3 separate regions of the Mus musculus genome follow, and all the other regions are linked to region 1. Evidence: chromatin contacts called from public HiChIP or PLAC-seq and promoter capture Hi-C data. All regions are on one chromosome and are shown on one strand. Each heading gives the region's core, a stretch centred on a gene start, on an enhancer-like site or on the middle of the called end of the contact. The rest is flanking DNA. Distances are from core to core; before and after follow the strand shown.

Region 1 (3,656 bases), core at 679-3,178:
TTGCTGAGGAAACCTTAAGAGCCTTCCATAGGCTTAGGTTTAACCACAACCTTGACTGAATCTGGTTTATGAAAACCAGACTTCTCCAAGAGCCTGGTCTTCTGGCAGCAATTAGTCTGACTTTTCTTTAACAAAATTCTTTGTAATGCCATTCAGAAAACCAGTTGGTAGGAGTTTGTGGTACGGTGTATGTGTGTGTGTGTGTGTGTGTGTGTGTGTGTATGGTGAATATGGAAAGGGTAGATGGAGTGCGCATGGGGTGCCCTTAGAGAAGGCCAATTTGTATGATTTGGTGGAAAAAATTCACAGTGTTAGCACATTAGGTTGGGGGATCTGTGAAATATTTAATTAGTGCCCTGGCTGAAATCCTATTAAAACAGCTTCTATTTTAGAAAAGCCTGCTTGTCCCTTTTCTATGTGCAAAGTAAGGGACAGCATTGTCCTTCTTCCTTGCCACCAAATAATTTCAAATATTTTGCCAAGGCAGTCTAAGATCCGGACTACATGAGGAGACTGAACCAAAGGCCCTATTAGTGAACATCAGGAAGGATCCTGCAGGCACGTGGGCGGAATGGCAGCTAGCAACTCGGGGTAGGGGGATTCTGAGTCTGACTTCAGTTCATTGTGAGCTTCACTCTTCCGAACGGGTGAGGGCTTGCTTCCCCGTACACATGTTTTAAAACCCAAGCCCAAAACACATTCACACTGACAACAAACAAGAGATCCATTCATGGGCTCTGCCACCTTCTCCCGGTTGGTTATGCAAATACTAAATTGAATCAACTGGCTAGAACGTTCAGCCCGTTGCTGAAATATGATAGAAAAAAAAAGTTGGGTATTCCAAGGAAATTGATTCCAACAGTTCATTTTCAGTCTTCCAGTCGGTATGGATGTCTTGCGTGTCTGACGGTGGAGGGACACAAATAAATCTTGTTGGGGTTGAGGCTGCCATTCTGCAAAGCTGCGGGCAGTTTGGGAGACCCGCCCCCTCCCTTTGCTCCCAGGGAGATAAGAATTCGAGCCATTTCGCTGGCGACGCGCAACGCTACGGGGCGGCTCATCCCTCAGGCGGAGGGCTTCCCCCTGAACCTCTTGGCTCGGCTTTCGCTGACTGCAGGGCAGGAGGTCCGCCCGGCCAATTTAATTGAGAGCCCACTTCAGGCGTGAATGCAGCTAGCTCCTGCTTCCAATCTTGCCCCAAGGAGTAAGGGAGGGTAGAGACGAACCTCGAGCCCGCTGGGAACAATCAGACTCTCCCTTCTTCTTTAGACCCCAGGCACAGGAACTTCCTTTAGGTTATGCGGAGCAGTCTTGTTTCGGAAAACCAGAATATTCTTTCTCGTTTCTAGGCCTCTGGAGACCTGGATTTCGCCAGCGTGTGCCTCCGTTTCCCTGTTTCAGAGATCAAAGGGAAAAGTTTCTTTGGGAGGTGGCCAGGGCTACGCCAGGGCCATTAAGGTGCAGACTGGCGGGAGTAGAGGTTCTTCAGCCAGGGCGAGGGAGTCTAAACCTTGTTGCGCAGCTAGGGACCCCCCCCCCCCCAGAGTTCCAGGCACCCAATCGCTACCCAGAACAACCGGGGCACACCGAATGTTTGGCGGCTTCCCACCACCAACGTTTCCATCCCAAGCATGGGGGGGGGGGGGCGCGAATCCAATCTTTCTGCAACCCGATACATCATTCCAATAAGAATGACTTCACTTTAATAAAGATTTAATACGCTAAATCTGTCTTTGTCGCTGATTGATGGTTCTTTGTCCTGAAGCCGATTTGGGTTTTACTGATCAGGGCAAAGCTGTAATTCAGACTGTTGTTACTTTTGATAACACTCACAGGAGAAGAGAACGTCTCCGCGTGCGCATAGCCACGCACACGCGCTCACAGGCTTGCCTCCTTGTTCTCTTTGGGTTCCGGGTACCCGCATCTAGAAAGCTCTCTAGCTGACTGCCCTGGGCCGTGGGGGGGAGGGAGCTGGAGTAGGGAAGAGGATGGGAGTGGAGGGGAGGGGAGGGGAGGGGAAGGGAGGGGTAGGACGTGGAGCGCCGCGTCTGTCGGAGAACCATTTGCTCTGAATCACAAATTTTCACGGCTTAGAAAGAAAAGGTAGAGCTAATGTCTGGCTCAATTAATAAACATGGTAATTTCACACCCGGAGAAGGACATAATTTCAGCCGAGCGCTATCGGCGCCATCACAAAGGGTCAGGGCGCAGCTGCGGCGAACCCGGGTCATTACGGAGTCTCCGAGCAGCTCCCGCGCCTCGGCCCAGCGCGCGCCTTCGGGCAACGGATGGCTGCGGGCGAGGCCGGGGCTTCCCCCGATAAAGGACTTACCCACCGTGCGGGGAATGGCGAGGCTTTCAGAGCACCAGTAATCAGCTCCCAGACGTAGGGCCCGTCACGCCCCCCCTCCCCGTGTACTTTTTTTCTTTTTAAAATAAAAGATGCCTTGAGCTAGCACCCTCTGCCCATAGCCTCTGTCTCTCTATCGTCTTTTTCTGAGAAAACCACAACTACCATAAAGAAGTATGCACATATACCCATTTTTTATTTTTGAGAGGTTCCTTTTAATGCACTGGCCCAGAAGCCTATTGTATCTGGAAATTTCAAGACAGTTGTCGTTGATAAATTTCTGATGTCAAGATATTGAGTCCAGGAGCTGGGAGACAAGATATTAGCTTCAACCTCATAATCTTTTAATCACATTACACTTTAAGTGAGCGCGAGTGATTTCACCCATCAGTGATTTATGTAAGCATTTGGGACACAATTACTCGTGTCCTACACGAGTACCGACTGGAGCACGGTTAGTTACAAAGGAAACCCTGAGCTTGTGGAAGCCGAACCAGCTTCATAACGCGCCCCATCTCAGAATCAAAATTCATGCGTAATCAGGACCCTCAGGGCCCTTCTCCTCAAAGCAATGGGTCCCAAAGGCAAATCTACCCTGAGTCACAAGGGAGGCGGCGCTCCCTCCCGCCTTCCTTTCTGGATTTAGATTTTAAAAGCAGACCTTCAAAGCTGAAATAAATGTCCATTAAATAGCCTCATGCAAATGGGACAGAATAGGGCAGCTAAGGCACACAAAGCCCCCATCTCAAATAAAACAGACGCATGATGAATGACAACCCGGATGCTGGGATGTTTGGAAAAATTATAGTTGTCCGGTTTCCCAGGTGTCTGAATTATTGAAGAGCGATGTGCATATTTCAACGAGAGAAGGTGGCTGAGGTTAGGGACCAGTGGTTGGCGTCAGGAAAGCCATGCAATGATATATTTGGGGTCGGGGGAGACTCCTTGGCTAAGAATTTTTAACGCATTCTTCTCTGGGCCGCCAAGGAGACAGCGTTACCCTGACAGCTGTAGGACAAATGGGTAGAGAAAATGGATCGTTTTCAACGGCTAGGGACCTCCCGTTTCCGGCCGGGATCTGTAGGTCCTTCTGGGCTGAGCGCTAAGGTCATCAAGGCCAGGCACGGATGGACGGGGGCAGCGCAGAGCTGGAGGAGCACGCGGGTATTACGACGCTCAACAGAGCGCTGAATTTCCTCCTGCGGCCTTGTTGGGGACCTGGGGCATCTGCTAGTGTGGTCCTTCAGTTCCGGGTTCCTGGGAACAAGCTCCTGGCGTCTGCTCTTTGTCCATGCTTTTTCTTGAC
Region 2 (3,574 bases), core at 761-3,260, 830 kb after region 1:
TTGTTGATGATGATGATGTTGTTGTTGTTGAATCTGACACTCAGAGGGAAATCTTTTCAATTATTCTTTACTTTGTACTTTTTGTTCCTCTTTGGTATATTTCATTTAAAAGCACACCTTTATATTCAGTTCTCTCATTTGCCTTTTAGGTAGGTAGCCTCTCATAAATGCTTAGAAAACTAAGAAAACTGAAAATCAAGCTTCATTCTCCACTACCTAACATAGTCTTGCACATGAATTCTAAATGATAATAATAGCTGTGCTTTATACACGACAAATGTGTTGACAATAACACACCACAAAGCTTCGCATCGGTAAAAGAAAACACCCCCCCCAATTTTTTTTAAAAGTGGGTTGATAGGTTTAACCAGGATAAATGGCTAATGCTTTTGCTGGGTATGGTGAATCTTTAGATGACCCACAGGGCTGTGCTTTCTTATATTTGAAGCCATTGCTTTCCCAGGACTGACAAGAGGACTTTCTAGAACAATAGTTCAGTGACCACTTGTCCGGGTCCACATGTGGGGAAGGCTTCTATTCTATTTCTTGGCTAACATGGCAGGTGTCTGGGCTCCGTTTAACTCCAGCTACTAGGAATGAGTTAGATCGGCCAGACTCACCCCCCTCCAACCCCCCATCATGCTGCATTATGTCAATGTAGGCTTGAACCAGGCAAACCATACATCATGTCATAAATAAATGTCATTCTCTTCTTTTACTACATACTCCACTAGTCTTTAATTGTCCACTTTCATTAGTTTAGAAACTGGCCTTATTCATCTGTATTTGGTTCTAACATTAGGTATCATCGTTGTAGCAGAATGCACTTGTTTAGAAGGATCTAATCCACTGCTGTTGTAAATACCAGTTCATTAACCCCCCGGTTTTGCTCTAAATAGAAGCATACTTCATCACAAGCTCCCTTAGGAAATTTTGCCGTGTGAGCAAGCCCTTGTCGCCAGAGGACTTGTGATGTATCACAGTTTAGCAAAGGCTCCGGAATCCTGAGACTGGTGATCTCACAGCATTTCACAGTGAAGAGATTGATATCCGTGATCCGTGTTTACCTTTGAAAGTCCCTCTTAATCATCCAAATAACAGTGCAATTATCTGACCACATGAAAAAGAGTAATAACCCACCTTTCTGACTCAGCATCTTGCTGAGGTGATTGACTAACAATAAGTCCATTTGTACAAAGTTGAAGGCAGAGGTAGTGAGATACCAGATTTCAGGTCTTCTAAAACTTCAACTAAACATTAAATAGATGGATGGATGGATGGATGGATGGATGGATGGATGGATAGATAGATAGATAGATAGATAGATAGATAGATAGATAGAAGAATTAAAAACATTCCAGTCTTTACTTCAGAATCCCAAAGTCCATTCTCAAAAATTGCAGTTCATCCTATGGGGTGTAGACAAACCCAGGAATCCATTATCTAGCCCATTAGGACTAATGAGACCTTATCACCTCTAAATTCAAATCCAAAGGCTAATGAGTAGTGTGTTGATGAAATTACTGTTTCAGCTCAGATGTCCTTAAACTTTTGTCTTAGTAAGTATCTGTCTATTTCCCACCACTCTGAAGTCTCCTTGTTTTCTCCACAGTCCTGGTTTAAGGAACATCATATGCAGATGCTATTAAAAGAACCAGGCCAACACTTCACCTGCTTTTATTTATTTATTTATTTTTCTTTTGTACTCAACAGATTGTTGGGCTCACAATGGACAACTTGGGGACCAGGAGTCCTGCCTCCTCTTAAGAGTGTCTTGATGTGAAATATTAGAAGACCAAAAGGCTAATCTATGCATCCGTCAGCCAGGGGTGGGAGCTATTTCAGTCCCATTTCACACGTAGTAATCAATTCATTGACTGAAAAAAAAAAGAGAGAGAGAAAAGAAAGAAGCCTGCCTTTTCCTTGTCCAGCTGCAGTAGACAGGAGCCAGAACATATGCCTGTCTGAAAGAGGAGGAGGGGCAAAGGCTTCGGGGGAGCAGGCACACAAAGAAAGCCAATCTTCTCCACAAAGCGTGGAATGACTTAAACACTCTATTGTATTACCTATGAATGAGCCCTCATTGTGGCGCGCAGTGTGTGGGGATCCACGGAGTCCTCCCATTAGCCACACGATTAACCAGATTACACGGGACGCCGCTAAGGTAAATAAGGTCAGCCTTCTGTCACTCCCTCCCCCAGGCCTGACCAACAAGGGGCCCAAGAACCAGCCCCTTTGTAGTCAACTGGGTGGAAAGAAGAAATAACCATGAATGTCATGCTTGGTAATTAAAAAGAGAGAGAGACAGACAGACAGACAGACCGACAGACAGACAGAGGAGGAAAGAGAAAGAAAGTTGTCCCCTGGGACCATCTAAGAGACACAGTGTGAAAACATCTTTTTGATCAAGTAACATGTCAGCATTGTTTCCATTGACCATGTAGGACTAATCTAACCCTCCCCTAACAGGGTCCTGTATTCCCTTTTGTGGCGCGGAAGACAAAAAGCTCAAAACACATGAATTAAAGCTGCCGGACTCTGCTCATTATGGGCAAGAATGGGTGGGTCTGTGCCTACAAATCTGTCTGCCTGTTAACCCAGCTCCCGTCCATCTCTAAGTGGGTGCCTCTTCGTCCACCTCTATAGCCCTGCTCATTCTGGCGAACAGATAAACACCCATAGTTAATTGGTTTATGGAAATTGCACCAAAGTTACAAGGCTCCTCGCAGCTTGAGTTGTGACCAACACAAGTAAACGGAAACTGCTTCCAATGGTCCTGAAAAGCCTATTTTCCTGAAAATTCAGATATCTGACATGGAAAACATCCTTGTGAAAAACTGTCTTAGCTTCTTGATGTAATAGAAAAGTGGAAAAGTGTTCGTCATATTTAGAACACATTTTCTCTGGACATTATTCGTTGTATAATAACAAATAAAACTATCAGCAAAAAGTGTTTCTGTGTCAAAAACATGATGTATAGCTACTGAAATTAATGCATTTTGGTAAATGGTAGCATCATGAATGAAAAATAAAGGCTATTTTGACAACCAGAAACTTAAAATGATATTTTATATGTACTTTATATTTTAAACAACTAGGAATGCTACATATTAATTACTAACAAGCAGAAATCCATTTACAAAAACGTTTAAACATTGCCAGAGCTTATGTATATATTCATATGTATTATTTACACATATTCTAACATAGTTTTTAATCATTGAAGATGAGGATTTTCCCCACATTTATTTATTAGTATTCAGTCTTCTCTAAAACTGCTAATACCTGTCATCTGTATAATATCACAGCCTAGCATCGTTTTCAAGTTCTCATTGAGAGTAAACGAACCATACTTCTAACTGACACGCTCTCGACAGGTTGTGGGTGTGAAACCTTATCTGTATCAAGCTTGCTTATCAGATATAGTCATTCTCTATTTCACCATGACTTTTTGCCTAGCTATGAAGGTAATATATATATATTATATATATATGAGAGAGAGAGAGAGACAGACAGGCAGACAGACAGAGACAGAAAGAGACAGACAGACAGGCAGAGACAGAGACAGAAACAG
Region 3 (3,550 bases), core at 844-3,343, 880 kb after region 1:
AGTTTTTCCTAACCAAAGGCGCAGAGTGTAGGGAGGGAGTGGACAAAGGTGCTTGATTACAAGCCCCATATACTGAGTTCGATCCCTGAGACCCAGGTGGAGGAAGAAGAGGACCAACACAAAGCTGTCCTTTGGCTTCTGCATTCACACAGAGGTGTGCAATTCACTTCAGGGAACGCCCACATTTGCATGACCCAGAGGAGACACCAGTTATAGACTTGAAAGAAGCAAGTATAAAACGGGATGCTTTCGCTTCTTCTTTACTCCCCAGATTGAAAACTAAATTGGACCAAAAATGGGCATCGCTGTGACGATCACTTAGGCGTCTTAAAAAGCATTCTGACTTTTCAACAGCAAATGAACAAAAGCTAATTTGCAGACAGCCATAAGCAGAAGGGTGAGTTTGACAAAAGTTGACTCTTCAACTTCCTAAGAGTGAGCCATTGCACTAGCCTCTCCTAACTATACCCAGAACCCGGAAAGAGCTGGGCATGGTGTCTCATGCCATTAAACCAGCGCTTAGGAGGATGCTTCGGGTCCTATAAGGTTGAGGGAATCTGGGCTGCATACTGAATAGCAGGGCGACCGGGACAATAAAGTGAGAATGTGGGGTTTTTTGTTTTTGTTTGTTTGGTTGTTTTTTTTTTTTTTTTTTGATTCATTGTTTTATTTTGTGTTTTTCAAGACAGGGTTATTCTGTGTCACTGTCCTAGAACTTGTTCTGTAGACCAGGCTGGCCTCCAAGTCACAGAGGTTCACCTGTCTCTGCCTCTCCAGTGCTGGGCTTAAAGTCATACACCACCACACTCAGCAGAGAATACCTGGTAAAAGTACTCAGAGAGAAGGGTGGGGGAATTCAAATGACTGATCATCCCTCTCCCCAAAGGCAAAAACAAATAAAAGCAATATGGAGGGGGGAAAAGAGGGGGGAAAAAGTAGAACTGTAAATATGCTTTGAAATTAATGTTTTATGAAAACAGTGAAATAAAACATTTGAAAATGTAATATAAATGGCCAAACTTGTTCCCTCTTAAAGTGAATGCTATTAAACGATAGATATGTTTCTCATATTGATCAATAGTCATGCAAATTTAATAAATTGTTCTCCTTATAAAATCTAGCCTCCTATTCTATCAGAAGCTGTTAACTCCAGCCAGACAGCTATTTAATGACAAAAAGCTCAAAGGAGAAAATACAAATCAGATGGTTGTTCTACCAGGAAATTGTTAATATAATCTTAAAATATACTAACTTCTCCTGAGTTTGGAAGCTACTAATCTAAGTGTCATAAGATTTTATGAAAGATCATTAAAATCCTATATTAGCATTGCTAACTCTGAGTCCCACATTGAGCGTTAGCATTTTGCTCCTTTATTCCGTAGAATTGTCCATGAGAAATTCATGTAATTTGTAATATTCCTAGATACATATCTTGTAATCATTAGCAAATTGGAAGTTCATTTACTGCGTGTCCAAGAACAACACTTCAATAATGTGTCTTTCTATGTCAGGGCAAGTCACGTTCACTTCCATTGGTTTTATTGTTTTTCCGGTTTTTGTTTTCTTAAATCACAGTTCATTGTCTCTACTCCAAGGTCAGATCTCTGGTCAGCAACTCTAGATCTGTAGTTAAATCTTATCCTGAACACAACACCAGCCCAGCTCCGGGTACCACCCGCCCAGATGTGCTGAGCTCCCTTTCCGGGAGATGCCTGCATACTTGTCGGGTCTCCTTGCTTGACTACAAAGCCTGCACAAACAGCAGCATGGCCCCTGTGTTCCCTGGCAAGCGTCCCACCTCTTGGCTTTGAGCTCTGCTGACATGTAGAGAGGTTTTCCGTGCAGCCATCAGGCCCAAGGCTCACCTTGAGCTCCTCAAGCAGGAAGAGGGCGCGGTTTGAAAGCCCCGCAGCTGGCGTGCCTGGGAGGAAGTAGAGGGAGGAGGGGAGACGACGCTGGTAGATGCGCATCTTGGCCTGGAGTTCAAGGCCACCGCTTTGGCTTCTGGGCTCCCGCTCCTGCCAGCCCGCGCCTCCATCCAGCAGCCCCGAGAAGTCTCAGCCTGCAATGGCAGAGAAAGCCCTCATCTATCTGAGGAAAGAAGCCACGCCGATGGCTCCCTAGTGGATGTAATTGTGCTCATTACTGCCATTTACATTTCATCACCCGATTACCACAAATGCCTCATTACTGCTGAAGAGGGTTTTGCTGGGGAAAGGCTTGCTAACTATTCATTCCTGGGCTCTGGATGTCACCAGACCGGCTGATTGGAAAAGGAGGGTGAGGAGGAACTGAGAAGGGGCGAAGGTGAAAAAGGTCCTCTATCAGATTTGATTAAAGGACGTGATTTAAATCGATATTTAATAAAGTGCCTGCTACGGCGGAACACGGGGAGGTCCCCGTGCAGGCAGAATCGTGATTAGGAGCCCCACACTGCCTGCTACACAGCTCAATTGGGTTTTGTGTCCTGGCCTGGCACCTGTGTCCCTCAGAACTGCGCCTCCAAGGTAATAGGTTTATGAGCCGATGAACAGAGCTGATAGCTTCTAAATGGATTAACTAGGTGTCTGCAGTCTGGCGATGAATGCATCAAGCCAAAAGGGGGAAAAAAACAGTGGGGGTGGGGAGAATTGGTTTGCATAAATGGGAGAGTGATAGGAAGTGTTGACAGATACGGTGCTCCTCAGGAGCCCCACAGGGTAAACACTGGCTCGGTGCCTGCCATTCAAGTGCTGTCTCCATGGGTGAAGATACCAGGCTGCTTAACAAGCCAGGCAAGTGCTGAGGAACAGGCTGATTCTGAAAAAGGCATCGACTGGGTTGGGCTGGCCCACTGGCTACACCGGGGATGTGCCTGGGCAATCATGGTTTGTTTTTTTGTTTTTTGGGTGTTTTTTTTTTTTTTTCCGTGTCTAGTATGGAGCATAAACATGGAATAGAATCGTTTGGCTAACTCTAGTCTTGGAAATATCTCCAAGGTGGTACTATGACTCTGTGGATCCTTACGGGGTTGGGTAACTTTTCGGGAGGTTAGTGTGGGGTGGAGTGTGGGGGTCAGTGTTAAGTGGCTCCATCTACTGTGAATACAGAAGGGGAGAAGGGCGCAGCAGGGACAGTCTTCACACGGTCGTTCTCTCTAGTTTTTCTACACCCTTCAGAGATGCCTATGTGGCTGGACTTGTGTATTTTTGTTTTGTTTTAAATATGAAATTGGAATTATAAATATAGCCATTTACATACATGGTTCTTATATGTAATGTGCTCATGAATACAATATTTTCCCATGTTAAAATTCAACTTATTTTTTCCAAATATTCACCAACGAAAGGATGCTAAAGAGATACAGTACCAATTTCTGGCTACATTGCTTAAGTATCACAATTTATTCCCTTTTTCTAGCATTAACCCACTGTAAAGTAGGACTCTACTAAATGACAAGCTTTCTCTATATATGTACCCAGTTTTAACAAGCTATAGTTTAGGAAATGATGCTATTTTTGAAATGTAAAGTGTGTGTATGTGTGTACTCAGGTGTTTTAAATACTATTTA

The links. Promoter capture Hi-C pulls out the DNA fragments that hold promoters and counts their contacts. HiChIP or PLAC-seq counts read pairs in DNA pulled down with a chosen protein or histone mark.
Region 2: a contact with region 1 is called in a promoter capture Hi-C map of cranial neural crest. The contact joins two enhancer-like sites. A contact is called at or near these places in 1 of 39 promoter capture datasets (cranial neural crest), 5 of 115 datasets of contacts at active chromatin or transcription factors (astrocytes, embryonic hindbrain, embryonic midbrain and 2 more) and 1 of 9 other capture datasets (embryonic trunk).
Region 3: a contact with region 1 is called in an H3K4me3 HiChIP or PLAC-seq map of embryonic hindbrain, with 7 times the contacts expected there. The contact joins the promoter of A230103O09Rik here to the enhancer-like site in region 1. A contact is called at or near these places in 3 of 39 promoter capture datasets (the 3T3-L1 cell line, cranial neural crest and maxillary cranial neural crest), 1 of 484 Hi-C or Micro-C datasets (embryonic fibroblasts), 8 of 115 datasets of contacts at active chromatin or transcription factors (astrocytes, craniofacial prominence, embryonic forebrain and 5 more) and 1 of 9 other capture datasets (embryonic tail).

The regions. Positions count from the first base shown.
Region 1 is chr13:40,702,708-40,706,363 of GRCm38.p6, reverse strand. No RefSeq gene overlaps it. Among named protein-coding and RNA genes, the nearest start is that of Gm26688, 23 kb to the left of the region's middle. Within about 2 kb of position 1,928, at least 19 of the 459 cell types and tissues checked have an H3K27ac peak or open chromatin away from gene starts, as enhancers often do.
Region 2 is chr13:39,876,512-39,880,085 of GRCm38.p6, reverse strand. No RefSeq gene overlaps it. Among named protein-coding and RNA genes, the nearest start is that of Gm23972, 19 kb to the right of the region's middle. RefSeq lists an enhancer at 653-3,393. Within about 2 kb of position 2,010, at least 27 of the 459 cell types and tissues checked have an H3K27ac peak or open chromatin away from gene starts, as enhancers often do.
Region 3 is chr13:39,822,722-39,826,271 of GRCm38.p6, reverse strand. It overlaps A230103O09Rik (RIKEN cDNA A230103O09 gene), which reads right to left and starts at 2,093. Exons shown (of 2, transcript NR_167690.1): 1 at 1,866-2,093.